2 separate regions of the Oryza sativa genome follow, and region 2 is linked to region 1. A link is a contact called in public HiCAR-type data. All regions are on one chromosome and are shown on one strand. Each heading gives the region's core, a stretch centred on a gene start, on an enhancer-like site or on the middle of the called end of the contact. The rest is flanking DNA. Distances are from core to core; before and after follow the strand shown. Region 1 holds the start of LOC9271035. Region 2 holds the start of LOC4340764.

Region 1 (6,536 bases), core at 2,771-5,270:
TTGCACCCAACAGAAATTAACCTACTTTTGAACAAGGCTGTCACAGGATAGCTACATAGGCAACAACCCTATCTCCACAAACCTAGAGCCTCCTCAATGCCACCTCTCACTCTTGAGCACAGAAATACGCACTGCCCTCTAGCACTTTGATACCACTGACAATGAAGACAGAACAACGTCCCTACGCTCTTAGAGAATAAACACTGCCTCCTATCTCCTAGACTCCCTCAGTCTCATTGTCAGGATTCTTTCAATGGCATTAACTGTTACAATAACACAAGTATTTCGGCATGGCATGCCAAAATGATCTGCTGCACCAATGGAAGAGTCTTTTAGGCACTGGAAAATTAGTTTCGTGGCAGAAAGTATTTGGTATAAGTATAGAAGAGCAGCATGGCGTAATGCTTTATAGTTTATACCTTATAATCTCAAAAGGTAATCACGCGTGCTTTTATATATAGTGGGAGGAAATTGATATTTTAATGTGGATGACCATTTTAACCCATAACCATGGATATGGGACCAGATTAATATTTATGCTATCGATACTAGACAATGCTGATTTGATCGTAAAGGAAAGGTAGGATGACACCTACATGAAAACCATCTGTTCGGATGTATGTAATTAACCCAGTTGCTTCCTCAGAGGAAAGGTTAATCCCCTCATAGAGCTTTTGGGCTACCTGCAATCACATTGAACTATGTGAGCGAACAGATAGCTATATCTAAATTGCATTACTATAATAGGTCAGTAGGAAATCTCATATACGCATTTAAGATTTAACTAACAACCTTCATGGTATACCCAGCACTAAAATGTAGTTTGTTTGCTGCGTCCTGCTGAAGGCTGGATGTTATATATGGCATAGGAGGATTCTTGTTAATTTTACTTCTCTTAATTCCTGTTACTTCAAATTGGGATGAATAAATCCTCTTTTCTATATTGTGTGCTTCTTCTTGAGAGCGTATAGAAAGCTGATCCAACTTTTTTGAATTAAGATGCTTTATCCGGGATTGAAGGTTAAGGCCATTTGAAGGGCCAGAATGTTGGGTTTTGAAGTCCGTATCAACAGTCCAGTACTCCTGCGGATCAAACTGTTCTATTTCAGCCTCTCGATCACACACAAGAGCCAATGCCGCAGATTGGACTCGTCCAGCTGACTGGCAACCAGGTAGCTTCCTCCATAACAGTGGTGATATGCCAAACCCAATCAAATAATCAAGGGAACGGCGTGCTAGATAGGCATTCACTAGGTCCATATCAATATATCTTGGAGATATTAAAGCCTTTTTAACAGCATCCTCTGTTATTTCATGAAAGACAACTCTTGCAACAGTAACTTTTGAACCCAATGCGTCTTGCTGTTCGAGCATTTCTTTGATGTGCCAAGCAATTGCTTCACCTTCACGGTCAGGATCAGACGCAAGAATCAAATTTTCTGCCCTGAAGAAGGAAAAGGACAAAGCAATTATAACAACAAAAAAAAAGAGAGAGATGCACTTAATAGTGCAGTGGCAAGGGGGGTGTGGTTTCAACCCCGAGGTCCCGTGTTCAATCCCCAATACACTCACAAGTTATTCTTAAAATAATGTTTGGAGGGACGTCTCTCCCTCCAAATCTTTTTTTTTACAACAAAAAAAAACCATTAGTTTGCTAATATCGCATAGCAAAAGAAGTCAATCTTGCTCTAGACATATTGAACTAATAAGAAAATGTACATTTTATACTGTTATCTATAGTATAAGCATAAGACATATATAAAGAGAAAAGGTAAAGTTAAGTATGGTGATATTGGTATTTGGTATTTCACGATAAAAGACATTTTGGAGCCAAACTTCTAATATAACTTATGAAGCATACATGCAACTGATGTTACCCGAAAAGTATGTGATTGCGTGTTTCTTTACCTTTATAACAAGGCTTAGTCAACATCTAATAATTGTGTCCCTTAATGTGCTTCGTGTTTGTGAAAATGAGTATGTATGAAGACATTTTGAGCATGGTGACTAGAACCTGACCAACTGGGTCAAGGAACAGGAAAGCAGGACAAGGGTGGTGGAAATGTGGTGACTGAAAATGTGGATTGTGGGGGTAAGTTTTATTCAGGACAATTGTTTACCCGGCAAGTACTGCCTGTGTACCACCAATATTGGCAGCTACTATTGATTAATGATGTCAATTCAAGATTTCAAGGTCACAGAACATGACAATGATAGACAACCGTAGCGACAATGGTTTGGAAGCACCTTATTATTAAAAGAGGCAAACAAGCATGTATTTCATGTTAAAAACTGAAAATGCTAACCATACTGCATTATCATACCCTTTTAACGCCGTTCTTATGCTCTTAAGATGTGTCCAGGCAGCAGCAGGAACCTCCCACACCATACTGAAGTCATCATCAGGACGAACAGATTTTGATCTTCCAGCTAAATCTCTCACATGGCCATAACTAGGTAACACTTCATACATGTCCCCGAGGTATTTTTGAATTACTTTTGCTTTTGTTACTGATTCAACAACAAGAACTGATTTAGCTGTGGGAGGGTAAAGAGGAACAAGTGGCTTCTGCTCACTAACAGAGGTCATCGTACAAATCTCAGCTTTAGCTGTCGCGTTAGAAGCAGCAGATTCCTTCGCTTTTGAAGATTTCTTCGACCTGCTTGATGTCTTCTTCTCTTTAGAACTATCGGCAGCCTTTTTTGATTTGGAAATGTCAGACTTGCTTTCTTCTTGGTTGACCCCAATTTTCCTGCTCTTTGTTGCTGCTGTACTAGTTTTAACAGATTTCCTCTGTTTCTTAGTAGATGCCTTCTCTTCTTTCATATCTTCACTAGCTTCCTTTTTTCTGCTTGTTGGACTTTTCCTCCGGGTAGTAGTCTTTTTAGTACCAGTACCACTCTTACTGCGTTTGCTAGTTGATGTTGAAGCCTCATCAGTGATGGTGCCACAAGCAGCCAATGTGCTTTTCCTTTTCTCAGATCTATGAAACATACTGTGTGCAACACTCCCATCTTCCTTTCGCATATTTGGATTACCAAATAAGCACTTGTTTCTGATGGGAAAAGTTACCTTTGTGTTGCGCAGGGTCAAAAAGGACCGTGAATTACGAATATTGTTCGCCCTCAAAGAAATCCCATGCCTATATGCAGCTCTCAGACTTACAAAATTAGGATTGCCCATGAGCCCAGTAGTAAAAAAGGCACCACTTTTGAGCTGCAGGGGAAGACGGGAGCCGATTGAAGACAGCTGCCTTGATGAATTATTACTTAATGAATAAGGCATAAAGTTGTAAGAACATCTCTGAGATACACCAAATTGAAGCTGAAAAGGTAGCACGTAGCCAACATTTAGAGAACAAGCAAAACTCTGAATGGCATAGGCATAATCACAAGTGCGACACAGAAGCAGAATTCTTTGATACGTTCCAAATAGTTTTATGACACCGATATACCGCAACTTTAGTAATATACCATGGAGGAAGATTCCAGTGTAGCTAGATGCTACCTTTGTTTTTTAACATATGCCGCCATTAACATTTTATTTCATATTTGACCACTCGTCTTATTCAAAAAATTCAACTAGATATATATTTTGTTTTGTTTTGTTGTGGCTTGATTTAAGCAATACTTACATTCTTAAGATTTCTAACCAAAAAAATTTGAATAAGATGAATGGTTAAAGGGTATAACATAAGTCAACGGCGTCATCATATATATATTAAAAAAACAAAAAAAAGGGTGTACCATTGAACGTTGGGAAGGTCTAGATATTTAGCATTACATCAATTCCTGTCCTTACAGCCAAAAAATCAAAGGGGTAGAAGAGGATGGGGGCACTTACCATGGCCGTAGGCGCCCCCGGCGGCGGCGGCAGGGCGAGGGAGGCGGCGTGGCCGGCGTAGCGGTGCGGGATGAGGCGGCGGAGCTGGAGCGCCATCGGGAGGGGAGGAGAGAGCGAGAGGCGGAGGCGCGGCCGCGGGCGCACGCACTCAGGCGAGGGGGGTGGCTTGGGCTAATCGACTAATGGCTGTGATTTAGCTAGGGTTTTGGAGGAGGGGGATGAGGCCGCGCGGCCTCGCTTGGGATGGGATGGGATGGACATGGGAGCCCGTCTTGGGGTACAAGGTAGGCATCAGTGGGCCGGGCCGAGAGGATGGGCTTCGGTCGGAAGCCACAGGCGTGTTGGGCTGTGGGGGCAGGAATTGGGCTGAGAATTGGGGGTTTGGATTTTTATTTTTTTCCTGCTGTTTGGATATTCGTTTGGAATTGGAGTATTATGGGCTTTGTCTCCCACTGAATTGAGATAGAGATAGGGATTTAAGTGGGCAGACCCGTAAACTTAATTATAGTACAAATAATTAGGTTACTCGATAGGCTATCCGCTTGTTTGTACTATTATATATAGGTTTACGGGTTATCCGTTTGCACCCTTAGATAGACTTGTTTAACTTTCGAGCCAAGCCTGACATTTTTGTCCACCTATCTATTGTAGGACAACCCCTGATGATAACTAAAAAAAATCATAGTTCACCAGCTTCTTTCATCTATGCACTCTACCTGAGGTCCTCCCATCAAAACCAATCAGCTAGCTCTCTCAACCGCCACCCTCTCACACAAGAAACGTACTGCATCTGCCATCACCCTCTTTATCTGAGTATTCTTAGTTCCAAAATTTCATGATCTGAAGTTGTGATTACATTAATACTATTTCAGATGGATCATTTTGTTCTTTATAGGATATAAAATGTAAAATTTAAAACCACTGTAATTTAACTTACAAACTTCAAATCCAGCACAGATTTATAATTTGGAGTGGTACATATTACTCTCATATTTCTTATAGAAGCCGGCCTCCTCCCCACCTGTCGGCCAGCCTGTCTAGACAAGAGGAGTGAGAGACAGAGGAGGAAGGAAGACTCCAACCTCGGCGTGGCGGCCTCCTTTCCCGCATCGCGGCCATCGTAGCTGCCGCCGATTCCTCCTCTCCCGCCTCGGCATCTGTTGTCCCTGCAAGTGAGCCCAGCGCCGCTGCTGCAGGAGAAGCTCATGGCGACATTGTACCCGTCAATCACTGACAGGTCGTAAAAGTCCTGGCTGCCACCGATGGTGAACTCCGCCGGCGTCATCGGTGGCCGCCCCGGAGAGGCTGCATGACAGCGAGCCACCGTAGTCACCGGTGGCGCAACTGCCCATGCTGGCACCGTTGAAGTTGTTGCCGTTGTCGTGTCGCCGACCGCCAGACCTCCTCTCCCCTCTCGCCCCAATGACCTCCTCCCCACCTGCCGGCCGCCTTGCCCAGAGAGGAGAAAAGTGAGAGAGAGAGAGAGAGATTGAGAGAGAGAGAGGAGGAGGAAGAGGGAGGAGGGGGAAGAATGAGGGTGCTGACGTGGCATCCTAACATGTGGGTCCCACGCTGACTCAGCCACCACGTCGGACAAAACCGAAGTCAAAACCACCAAAGGACCTAAAGTGAATAATTTTGTAAGTTGAGGGATGTCATATATCTGGTTTTGCGGTTGGGGATGATTTTGTAATTCGATGACAAGTTAAGAGACCTTCAGTGTACTTTTTCCTTTTGGATATTCGTGGAATTTGGAATTGGAGTATTATGGGCTTTGTTTCCCACTGAATTGGGATAGAAGTGTAAGCGGGCAGACCCGCAAACTCACTTATAGTACAAATAATCGGGTTAACCAATGGGCTACCCGCTTATTTATATTATAAGTAGGTTTACGGGCCTACCAGTTTGCATCCTTAGATCTCTACTATTATAAAAATTGAAGATGTTTTCGTGGTCCGTCATCTGTGTTTGAGTCGGTTATAAAAATTGAAGATGTTTCCGTGGTCCGTCATCCGTTTTTGAGTCGGTTTTAATTTTATGTTTTGGTTTTAATCTATATCTCTTCTCTTCTCTACTATTATAAAAATGAGTAAAATACATGGTCGGTCCTTAAAGTTGAGCGCGGGTGTCACTTAGGTCTATAATCTTGTAAATTGCACATCTAGGTCCACCATCTTGTTTAATAAGTGACTCATTAAGGTCCAAACCCGGTTTGACCAAAGCTGACCATCTACATTGCATTCCACGTAGACAGCTCATTTGCAAATAGCCCCTTCGCGCTTCAGTAGAGCCCTGGGCACCAAAAAAATCCCCAAATCCCTCAGCTGCCTCCGTCGTCACATCGCCCACCACCGCCGCACGTCATCCTCATCGTCAGCCCCTTCGCCGGTCACGTCATACCAATGGCTGAGCTGATGCGGCGCCTAGTCGCACACCATGGTTGCGCCGCCTCGCTTGTCACGTTCTCCGGCCTCGCCTCGCCAACATCAGTGTCCTCCGTCGCTGCTATCATGGACCTCGATGAAGCGACACATGATTGCCAACGACGCAGTATTAGAGGGGACGAAGCGAGCGGCGGACGAGCTCGAAGATCAGGACGCCGCGCTGTCGTGGACCTCAAATCCTTCTTGACGAATGGCCGGCGGGCAGAACGGTGGAGGGCAAGCGCGGCGGCGGGATGCGAGCGGAGCGG
Region 2 (6,536 bases), core at 1,046-3,545, 150 kb after region 1:
GACGAAGGTGGCCACCTACAATAACGAGCCGCTCATGGGCGTTCTCGCTGGTGGAGTTTGTCAGTTACTTCATATGACAACATCTTACTCTGCCATAAGTTCCCTTAATTTGCTTTGCATGCAGAAATCACCATCTGATTTATGCACCGAACTTGTTTCAGATAATCTCTGAATTTCTTTTACATCCTCATTCACTACAATAGATAGTGAAACTCCCTCTACTAGCTACTTCACCAATACTTTTTGTGCGTCTAGAAGCAGGTCCCCGGCCGGTAAGACGGTGAAGGAGCTCCACATCGGCATCGGCAAGCCACACGGCCCGGTGTTGGGGCTCCAGAGGGCGAGGCACGGCTACGTGCTCGGCAAGAGCGCCGCCTTCGCCTACGTCGTCCGCGCCGCGCCGCCGGCCGACATGCATCTAGCTAGGTCATTGGCTACAAGCTCGTTTCAAATATGCTTGTCCGCGGCTCCACCCACCCAATCGTCGTCCACTGCCACCGCAGCAACAATCCTCACCATCCACGAATTCTAATTGGCGCGTACGCGCCGGCCCACACGGCCCAATAAACGGCAAGACACGGTTAGTTTTTTTTTCCGAATTTTTTTCTATATATGTGTAAACTTTTAACTCATATTTGAAAACTTTCAACTCCGATTTGAAAACTTTCAACTTCGACTTGAAAACTTTCAACTCATATTTGAAATCTTTCAACTCAGATTTAAAAATTTTCTACTCGAGATTCAAAAACATTCAATTCAGATTCGAAAACTTTCAACTCGAGATTCGAAAACTTTCGACTCGAGATTTGAAAACTTTCAACTTGAGATTTGAATACTTTCAAATCAGATTTAAAAATTTTCAAGTTAAGATTTAAAAACTTTCAACTCAAAACATTTTTTAAAAAATAAGTGTGCTAAAGATTAAAAAAAGTAATCAGAAAAAAACGAAAAAAAAACCGAAAAAAATCGCAAAAGAAAAGGAAAAAACAAATCGCAAAAAAAGACTGATGGGCCTTGGGTCGGGAGCAGCCAACTAGCAACCCTCCTCATCATCACCGGCATCCTGCTCGGCTAGGCCAGCCCCATCTAGTAGCTCAGACGCAACAAGTTGTAGTAGCAAGGACAAGGCCGCGGCGAGCGTGATCATGCCAGTAGCACCGACCACCGATTGGTAGAACAATGTGTCGTGGGCCCCACATGTTTTTTTTCTTATCACACAAAACCAGCCCTCCATAGTCCATACTGCCATGGGACCTGATTTAGATGGTTCTCTCAAGATCAGGGGTGAAGATTTCTGGTATTACGGTTTAGAGATGTTAATTGAACGGAGGCTGAGGGAATTACCGATCGGGCGTCCGATCCATACATGCAAAAATCGCGCCACGCGCGTGCAAAACCACTTTAAACTGATTTTTTCTCTTAAATTATTTATCCAAATCATAATCCGATTGCACCATTAAATTCGTTGCAATTAAATCTTTAAAACAAGACCACACATGGATATATTCCGACGAAAAAAATTTAGCTTATTATTGAATTTTTTTAAAAAATGTTTCACGATGTTCCACCAAGTATATCGGAATTGTTTCACTAAGTAGATCGAAAATGTTTCAATCGTTTAAATCGGACGTTGTTTCACCTATATAAAAACAATGTTTCAGCAAATAACGAAAGAATGTTTCAGTTCACTACAACATTAGATCTATACATAGTGAAAAATTGTGAGTACACTAGGTGAAACATTTTTGGTGGAAAAAAAATAAAACGAATTCCCTTAATAGAGGGTTTCTAAAATATGTGGGTGATTTGTTGCAAAAGAATGTTTCGTTCAATGCAACATTAGATCTACATATAGTGAAACATTGTGAGTACACTAGGTGAAAAAAAAATAAAACGAATTCTCTTAATACAGGATTTCCAAAATATGTGGATGATTTGTTGCAATGGAGTATGTGGTGGAGACACGTGGCAGGTGGGCCAGAGAACGTGGTGGGGCCCAGGCACCTGCATGCATGCGCGTGGGGCCGGGGCCGTGGGGGGAGCCTCCGATCTGCTCCACCCCCGCTGGTCGCCCGAGAGCGAGCATTTTCGTAATTGAACTCAATACAAATATGAGGGATGGAAAGTGGACTTATCCCTGAACAGAAATTAGTCGTGGAACTTGGTAGTACCCAACAAATCAGGCTTAAGGAAACCAAGCCCAACGGGCCAGAGCACCCACCACACCTCCGACACGGACTCGGGGGCCCATAATTCCGCTACGACATATTGCGCGACTCGACCCAACCCCGACCCAGCCCGACGCACGGACGAGCCAGACCGATCCCCATCCGTTTCGGGCCGCCTCATCCCCGACCTCGCGGAGCAGCGGCCGCGACGCGCCCCCCATGGCCTCGCCGCCCGCCGGCGACGCCCCGCCGCCGGCGGCGGCGGCACGGGAGGAGGAGGAGGAGGAGGGCGTGAGCTGCGGCATCTGCCTGACGGACGCGCGGCGGGCGGTGCGCGGGGAGCTCGACTGCTGCGCCCACCACTTCTGCTTCGTCTGCATCATGGCGTGGGCGCGCGTCGAGTCGCGCTGCCCCTTCTGCAAGGCCCGCTTCCGCACCATCACCCGCCCGCCCGTCCCCGGCCGCTTCCCTTCCCAGCGCGTCGTCGCCGTCCCCGAGCGCAACCAGGTCGAGTGCCCTAATCTCTAAACAGAACACCCCCCGCGAGTTCTTGTCTCTGAATTTTGCAAGCTACTGTTAGAATCCAGATATACAACTGTTAGATTTATTTCTAGTCTGTACTCTGATTGTTGTTAGTGTAGTCATATTATAAGTGCTTTGATTTTTTTTCCTACTCAAAACTTCTTTAGATTTGATTAAGTTTGTAGAAAAATTTAGCAATATCTATAACACCAAATTAGTTTAATTAAATGTAGCATTGAATATATTTTGATAATATGTTTGTTTTGTGTTGGAAATACTGTTATATTTTTTTATAAACTTGTTCAAACATAAAGAAGTTTTGGGCTGATAAGTAGCGGTGTGGATCATGATAAGACATAGTCACATAGATACAAAACGTTACTGCAATTAAATTTTGCAATATACCGTCGAAACCCAAACATTTATTATGATCACTTGCCTATTATGCTGTAATTCGGCAATTTTGGTTCTTTGCTAAGCTCTGTTTGGCACTGTGGTGTATCGAATATCTTAAAAACTTTACTCTTGTTGTACAGAGTAATTAATTGGAACACTTTTGCTATGCCGTTGCAACAAAAACTCACTATAATTGATAAATATTCTATATTCATGTAATCCTCTAGATTTCTCGTTGCATCACATTAACTGCAATCTAGTCATTGAAGGCCTTAATTCTTGTACTACAATGCCAACAAGTTGTCATTACCTCTGCTATTATGTTATTATACTTTTCCTCTATTGTTTGCGAATTCTTGCAAGACTGACATGTTGTTTCCGCTCACAGGCTTGCAACCCTTCGGGCAATGGCAGCAGCACTGTAGACGCTGATCTCTATGCAAACACCAGCTGTAGCGTATGTAACCTCTCCAATGATGATGAACTGCTGATGTTGTGCGAGCTCTGCGATTCTGCTGTGCACACTTACTGTGCCGGTCTAGGCACTGAAATTCCTGAGGGTGACTGGTTCTGTACGGACTGCATGACAGCCAAGGAGGAGCATTCGAGGTGTGAGATTGACGATGACAATTCTAGTGATCATGGTGAATTTAAAATCACCATTGAAGTTCCAATAGCTGATCCAGTTGCTGCTCCTTCCATTTCGGATATTGTGGATGAGGGTCACTCTCCAAATTTAGTACAAAGGTCAAGTGTGCAGAGCAACAGGCCTTCCATTTCTGATCCAGTTCCTTCCATTTATGATATTGTGGATGACGATTACACCACAATTCCAATAGGCAGGGTCAATGCAAGGAGCACTAGGCTGGACAGTAGGGCTGAGCGTTTGCCATCACAGGGTATTTCCGTTGGACCACAATGCCCTGAATCTCCTCAGGAGCGAGAAAATAGTCGGGTGTGTTCGCATGCCCGTTCTCGCATTGAGTCTGAGAGAGCTAGAACACTGCGTAACTCTCGCAATCTTGGTAGCCGTATAAGGGAACTGCGTGAGAACTGGTCTGCTCTCCGTTCAGGTTCGATTGGGTTTGCAACACAATTACACAATAGGAGAAGGGGAAATGGTGCTGGTACTTGTGATATTGAAGAACGCCATCGGTCCACAACAACCTTCATGGAGGTGGCTGCTTCCTCATCTGGTCATGCTAAAAAAATTTCACCTAAGAATAGTTCTGATGTGCACAAGGCATGGAAAATGCTAGAAATGGCAAAATCATCTGGTGGGAAGAAGAAACCTGACAACCCTTCCTCCCTCAATTGCAGTGTTCCATTCTCCATGGGGAATAGATCGACTTCATACAGCCCAATTGATGCAATTTTAGGACATAAGAATAACAAGCTGTATGATGGAATAACTCAGAAAAACAACGCGGAACAACACCGTAGTACAAACATGGAAAATAAACCTCCAACAATGAATTTTGGAGAATGCCGTAAACTGCAGGAGAAATTCCATGGGTCAGCTCATGGAAGAACACCTTCTACAATTATGAGGCAGGAAAGTTTGACTGGTAAAGTTTCCTCATCAAGCAATAATGAGAAGCATAATCGTAGTATAAACATGGAAAATAGGCCTCCAACAGTGAATTTTGGAGAACACCGTAAACTGCAAGAGAGTGCATCAGTTCATGGAAGAATACCTTCTACAGTTATGATGCAGGAAAATTTGAATGGTAAAGTTGCCTCATCAAGCAATAATGAGGATGCAGGTCAAATATTTGAATCTTCACGTGACGTAAGCAGACCAGAGAAATCCAAACCAGTTGTATCCTGTCCGCTTACGTTCAGTTTACTATCTGGCCAGTCCATGGTGACCTCATCACAACAATTAAGACCTGGATGGAGCCAATCTACCGAAATGGTAAGCTCTCAGGAACCATCAGCCACTGCGGCATCTATTGACATCGGTACAGCTGGAGCAAACGACAAAGTTAAAGGTTCTAGACCAGATCGTCTTGAGCGCAAGAGAAAACTTGGTTCTGAAACACATGATGACAAGGGATCCAAGAGATCTATGTCAAGTTGTAAAATAAGAAAAAGTGATATTTCATTTTTGGCCATACGTGAGTTGAAGCTGCTCAATATAGACAAAACTTATGGTATGTACTCTCCTTTTGATTCTTTGTTCACTAACAGGACTTTTAAATTGTTGCCTATTTGTTAATAAAAACTTTCTGGTGATTCAGGTTCTGACACCTTCAAGGAAGTTGCTCGAGCAGCAACGCATACTGTTTTGGCCTCCTGTGGATTGGAACATTCACCATCGGTAGCTCTTGCACTCCCAAGACCGGTTTGCAAGCACACCTGCAAAACTGAACCTCTCCCATCTCCAGATGTACTGACCGATTTTTGCAGAGAATGCTTGTGTAATTTTGTAAAAGAAGTCATCAGCTCATTGTTGTCTGGCAGGAAGATGGAGTGAACTGCTTCATCATGTTAGAATAGTTTAGAAACCTACATACAGTTGTGGTTTTCTTTCCTGTAGTTACTTAAGGTGAAACATCCTGCAACAGATAGTGTAGACAGTGTAGACATGTTGTACATTCTGTACCATGTTAAGGTTAGTGTAGACATGTACATTCTATACCGTGTTAAGGTTATCATTACAGAGCAGTTTTTTTCTCTCTCTTTCTCTCTTCGTTGTGAATTACAGTGCAGCTGTGCAAGTGCAGTTGCTAGGCCTAATCCATACTGTCATACTGACACTCTCTTTAATTTGCCATAATTTTGGTGCTGGCAGTCTAGCACCAAACACCTGCTGCTTCATATGAGGTATGGTTGGTGCACCTGGAGCACGGAATCAATCTCACATGGCTGGATTTGTAAAGTTCAGGACAAAAGTCCCCCAAAGAAAGAAAATTCATCTCTTTGACATGATTTCTGATGTCGAATGGTTGCATTTGAGCATGAATAGCTTTTATTGCTTGGTTGAACAAATGTCTTGAATGCAAGAAAGCTGTGTCCTTGCGACATTGCATGTGTACGTCACACCTATACTTTATCCTAATTTTGTATACTAGTTTTAATGCAACATGCGAAGTTGATATGTTCAGGAAGTCATTAGAATGTGAGCTAAGCTGCTCCAGTTTGGCTTGTTTTGTAATTAAAAAAAAATGTGTTTGCCGACTCGCCGTCAGCATTAACCAGCTCGACCAAGATCTTGACAAAAATGAAATGGTTTCAACGAGCTGTACAGATTTTGTCAATGATTCATGTGATTGGAGTGTCCAATCTAGCCGAATTTGTAAATCAGCCATGCTTCTTCAGACAATCATTTGTTGATCACTGTTCAACAACGTGCTTGCCTGTTGTAGCACCATGCAATTGATCGATTAAAATTTTTAAAAGCAAATAAATGCAGCTAACCCACGGAATTCAACCATGAATTCTCAT

Evidence for each region. HiCAR-type assays count read pairs that join an accessible place to other places.
Region 2: a HiCAR-type map of leaf shows a contact between it and region 1, with 4 times the contacts expected there. The contact joins the promoter of LOC4340764 here to the promoter of LOC9271035 in region 1. A contact is called at or near these places in 9 of 15 Hi-C or Micro-C datasets (leaf, leaf mesophyll, panicle and 2 more) and 1 of 4 datasets of contacts at active chromatin or transcription factors (leaf).

What each region holds. Positions count from the first base shown.
Region 1 is chr6:10,029,571-10,036,106 of ASM3414082v1, forward strand. LOC9271035 reads right to left here and starts at 4,021. Exons shown (of 22, transcript XR_001546995.3): 1 at 3,845-4,021; 2 at 2,325-3,325; 3 at 793-1,444; 4 at 597-683.
Region 2 is chr6:10,177,997-10,184,532 of ASM3414082v1, forward strand. It overlaps LOC4340764, which reads left to right and starts at 2,296. Exons shown (of 3, transcript XM_015785855.3): 1 at 2,296-2,675; 2 at 3,475-5,242; 3 at 5,330-5,767. The coding sequence starts at 2,388. The coding sequence ends at 5,565.